2 separate regions of the Gossypium hirsutum genome follow, and region 1 is linked to region 2. A link is a contact called in public Hi-C data. All regions are on one chromosome and are shown on one strand. The core of a region is the stretch at or near the end of the contact, and the rest is flanking DNA. Distances in the headings are between cores, read along the strand shown.

Region 1 (2,700 bases), core at 145-2,644, 170 kb after region 2:
ACAATACTTCTTCTCAGAACGAGCTAATGAGGAACAAAGAGCCAGTAGCCCACAAGGATGCGGTCCATTTTTTCCAGGGGAGTGCTTGATAGAAAATAAATCCAAATGGAGAACAAAAACGGATGCAGAGGAGTAATTGGGAATGTATAAGAACGCACAGAAAAAATCATTCCCCCAAAAAAGTGATTTCATAGCTGAATAAAATTACATACGCAGAAAAGTCAGCCGAGGCAGATGCTGCACGTAATGCTTTGGTATCCAGGCAGGAGCTCCATATTGCACCTTTATGCCCTTCAAATGTACCAATCCAATCTCCAGTTTCCCCATTTCTTAACATTGGACTGGAGTCTGAATTTCCAACGCATCATTAGAAATAGAGTTGATAAACATTAAAACAAATCCCGTTGACAATCCGATCAACCACAAATCAGATTTCCTGCTCCGAAACTACTATTCCATTTCAAGTTACAGAACAACAATAACTTACAGTTTTTTACAACAAAACAATAGCTAAAGTCCTGCTCAACGCAATTTACATCAACATTGGAATCGAATTCACATAACTACAAGTCTACTTAAGAGTCTGCAATTCAATCTAATGAGACTAAAATCATTACTACATAATTAATAAAAGAAAAAAAACTGGCAGTTAAAAAGCCAGTTTAAAACAGTAAATATATAAATAAAATTCAAAACAGAAAATCAATATGATCCGGAAGAGCAGAACAGACTAACTCAAAAGAAAAATCCAAACCCAATTCAACATTAGAGTAACTGGACAGAGATACATAGCTGATTATACCTAAATGATCACTAAAACAAAATTCAAAAGAAGCCCAGATTTTAAATTGGCGTGAACCAATAATAAAAACCGAAACCCATACCTTTACTGGCACTAATAAGAAAAAATCCATCAGGAGTTATAGGACTGTAGAACAAATCAACCACCGGCCTTGAATGCCCATGGCACACTAATGGCACAGTCACCTTTTTCTTCTCCATTTCTCCAATTTAACAACAAAAATAGTAAAAAAAAATTTTAAAAACCCAATAAAACAAATACTTAATCCTTTTCGATCAATCTCGTTTAACAGCAAAAAAGAAGATTTTTTTTTCTTAATCTTAACAAAGTGGGTCAATATTGCATAACTGAAATTGTCAAAAAATTATGATACTTAAAAAGAAATGTTTTTCCTTTTCTCTTTTTCTAAGAGAAGGGGATAGAGAGGAAACCCTAAGTGTAGGGTTTGATTTCTTTATGACGCTGGAAATTTATAAATTGCTAGATAACAAGAAGTGTTTGGATATGAAAATCAACACTATTTTTTATTGATAAGAATATTTTTCAAAAAAAAAAGAAAAAAGAAAAATATATAATATATAAGGGCTTTGAGAGCAAGGAAGAACATGGGAAAGAGGGGTTTATATAATAGTGTGAGATTTTGGCATTTTGTTAGTATTTGCAAAGAAGGGCTGCTGTGTTTGTGTAATTTTTAGATATTTACCCACTTCCATTCAAACTTACCCACCATATCATAACCCAAATTACGAAATTAAGCAATGAAATTTTTGTATAAATTTCTTACTCTATTCATCCAATCGTGATCACAATAAAATTACATCATCCACCATCTACTAGCGATGGAAAAATATTTGTTAGAATTAAAAGGTTGATAAGTATTATATAGTAGTATAAAAAAATATTTTAAAAAATTTACATAATAATTTTTTAAAATTATTTGTGGAATAAAAAAAAGTACATTACCAGTGTACTAAATATTAACTCCTATTATCTATATTATATATATATAGAATAACATCACATTTAGTACTTGCAGTTTTATAAAATGTTCAATGTGATATTTGAACTATGTGTTCTATTATATGATATTTATACTTTCATAAAATGTTTAATATGGTACTTGTACTTTGAAAATATCCAATGTAGTGCCTGAACTATCAATATGTGTTTTATTATAGTACTTGGTGTTAACACCATTAGTGAAATCATAAACCAGGCAATGAAAATTCGACACGTACAATATTTTTTTCAAGTCATCAAGTCCACATGAATAATATAACATGATGTGATAAACGAAAAAAAATTTAATTAAATTAAAAAAATAACTAAACATATGGTTAATTAAAATAAATAAATACTAAACTTAAATAAGCAAAAATGTAATTTTCTCCATTTACTTAAATGACCATCTAACAGTGGCGGAGCCACCATTGAATTGACCCCACAAAAAAATGTAAAAAAAAATATTACTTATAGATTTTTTTAAAAAAAATTATATAATTGGTGCGAATTGACCCCACAAAAAAATGTAAAAAAAAATATTACTTATAGATTTTTTTTAAAAAAATTATATAATTGGTGCATTGACCCCATAAAATATTTGAAAATGATCTGATAAAAATATATTTTCCCAAAAATTTAAAAAATCCGCAAAATTTTTTAAAAATAATTATTTTATAAAATAAATTATTTTATATAAAAAAATAAATTTCTCCCCACCCACTAAACCCAAAAATCTTCAATTCTTTTATTTTTTTCTCCCAACACAAGTTACTTTTCTCTCTCACATTTCTCTTATTCTCTCCCTGTCTAAAATTTTTAAGGATATGGGTTCAATATTTTGATACTTAGTGAGTCTCCCTAATTTGGCAACAACTCTGGGTTTTTTACAAAAATAT
Region 2 (2,700 bases), core at 158-2,657:
TTTGTGTATGTAAATGTCTATATGATGAGCATGTTTGAGATAAATGATGGTTCAATTTAAGTAGGTTTCATGAAGGAATTTTCCTTGTAATTGGTTGTTCTTTAGCATGTTTTATGTTCATTATGTTTAAAGGTATTCTGGTTGGTGTATTTTATGTTTTAAACTTAATTTTTGAGTCCTTTAAGTTCATATTTTAGCATTAAGCTCTTAGGTATCAGAACAAGTGGGTTTTAAGGCAATTTTTGGCTCCAGGGATAGAGGTGTCGATACTAGTCCCTTGTTTTGAGTATTCTTGACATTTCCAGACTCGTTTTTGGTTTTAAACACTTTCAAACCCTAATAACTTGATTTTAAATGGTTTCAACATTATTTTAAAGTTCTATAATTGAATTTATTAATTTTTTATGTTTTTATAAAAAATATTTTAAAAATTAATTACTAAACTTGATGAAATGGATGATCATCGTCTAAGTTGCTTCGATAATAAATGTGACATCTTACATTCAAATTTATCATTAGTGTTGAGTTTGGGGTAGAACACATAATTTTGTACCTCAACTTTTATAATCTAAATATTTTATTTTAATTAAAAGGTTTAAGTATACATGTCCAAATACATAGTGTTTGTTTCTTCTTTTTTAGATTAAATAATAATGGTCAATTTTCAAATTTAGTCCCTATGCTATGTTCAAATTTGAAATTTTATCTTTATACTTATTTTTTTTTACATAATTTGATATTCAACTTTTCTAGCCAGTCTAAATACTTTATTTTGATTAAAATATATTGATGTGAATTTTTAAGAATTGAGAACACTATTAAAATTCTTTATTAAATTTAAGCCTATTACAATGTCAACTTTTTTGTTATATGGTTGCCAATTGAGTAATATTTTTTTTTTTAGTTTTTAGTATGTTACACTAACAAGTTTAACAAAAAAATTATAGCTGTGTTAACAAATGGAGTAAAAATTTTAAATCCAAAAAATTAAAATACTAAATTTCTAGAAAATGAAACTATTGAGATTAAATTTAAAATGTAATCAAAACATATTTTTACCTTCAAATATTCGGTCTATAATTTGGTAAAAAGAATCAATTCATCCAACATGAAGGTTACTGAAACCATACTAGTTTTTTAAGCGAATTGAAATTAGATTTTAAATAGGGGCGTTTTTGGAAAAGAATCGAGTTTGGGTGGCAGAAAACTGAAGAACTTGTAACTGTTTGCAACAGAATTTGGATTTTTTTTGGAGAAAAAGATCACTCGAATTTTCAGTTCCTCTTAAGTTTCTCTGAAATTATAGATGCTTTTAAATATATATATAAAATACTAAGCTTAATAATCAAAGTCGAAAATTGAATCCCATGGCTTCTTGTCGGCGTATGCTTCTAAAGGTCATAATTCTCGGTAACAGTGGGTAAATCTTATTATCATCTCACTTTAAGTCTTAGATTTATTGTTTACATTAGAATTTAACTTTTTATTAAATTTTCATTGATTTCCATTTTGATTTTGATTTTTGTTGACAAGCCTTTTCTTTTGATTTTTAAATTTCTAGGGTTGGAAAGACATCTCTCATGAATCAGTAATCTTTAAAACTTTTTCTTAGGTTTTTGAAATTTAAAATTGTTCGTTCTAGTGTTCTAGTTATTATTTATTTTTATTTGAATTAGGTATGTTAATCGTAAGTTTAGTAATCAGTACAAAGCGACGATCGGAGCCGATTTTTTGACAAAAGAGGTTCAATATGAAGATAGACTGTTTACATTGCAGGTAAAATGTTGTTCTTTTCGAAGTAGAAACAACTTATTTTCTTGTTTTTACAAATAAATAAGCTATAAATATGTTTGAGTGACATTCACGATAGACACTCACTTCTAAGTTCATATAACACCGGTAGTAACCAAGCCAACCTTTATCTCTTCTTTGTGAAGATTTTTATTTTGATTGGAAGTATTGAGAATAAGCCTTCTTTACATTTGTTGGCATTGATTCTCTGTTTTTGTGTGTAGATATGGGATACTGCTGGGCAGGAAAGATTTCAAAGTTTAGGTGTGGCCTTCTATCGAGGTGCCGATTGCTGTGTACTCGTGTATGACGTAAATGTAATGAAGTCCTTTGATAATCTTAATAATTGGCGTGAAGAGTTTCTGATTCAGGTAACTTTCTACTACATGACGTGTAGAATATTTTAATTGGAAGAATGAACTAATAATGTTGTGAATGTTAAATGTTCAGGCCAGTCCATCTGACCCCCGAAAATTTTCCGTTTGTTGTGCTGGGAAATAAGGTTGATGTTGATGGTGGTAATAGTCGAGTGGTAAGCTGTCATGCGCCCTCCCCATATGCATTTCTCCTCTCGGCTTGCACCTAAACCTTTCATAGTGTCAAATAGGAGTGTGTGACTTAGTTTTCTGACAGTTTAAGAATGTGATTATTTCTTTCTGGTTTAGGTTTCTGAAAAGAAAGTAAAAGCATGGTGTGCTTCAAAGGGAAACATACCGTATTTTGAGACCTCTGCAAAAGAAGGATTCAATGTTGATGCAGCATTTGAGTGCATAACTAAAAATGCTTTGAAAAATGAACCTGAAGAAGAAATGTAAGTATCATATGGGTCTGAATATTTTAGGCTCTGTTTTATTGGTGTTTTTTTTTTCTTTTGTAAATAGAAAAATAGTGAATAGAAGGGAGTTCTGT

The links. A called contact is a pair of places that touch in the nucleus more often than the background predicts.
Region 1: a contact with region 2 is called in a Hi-C map of leaf, with 2.7 times the contacts expected there. The contact joins the promoter of LOC107949560 here to the enhancer-like site in region 2. A contact is called at or near these places in 7 of 34 Hi-C or Micro-C datasets (callus, hypocotyl, leaf and 2 more).

What each region holds. Positions count from the first base shown.
Region 1 is chrD03:13,442,102-13,444,801 of Gossypium_hirsutum_v2.1, forward strand. LOC107949560 (serine-threonine kinase receptor-associated protein) reads right to left here and starts at 1,395. Exons shown (of 7, transcript XM_016884255.2): 1 at 885-1,395; 2 at 213-348. The coding sequence starts at 1,002.
Region 2 is chrD03:13,268,399-13,271,098 of Gossypium_hirsutum_v2.1, forward strand. It overlaps the pseudogene LOC107949557. Among protein-coding and RNA genes, the nearest start is that of LOC121215439, 26 kb to the left of the region's middle. Within about 2 kb of position 1,408, at least 5 of the 9 cell types and tissues checked have an H3K27ac peak or open chromatin away from gene starts, as enhancers often do.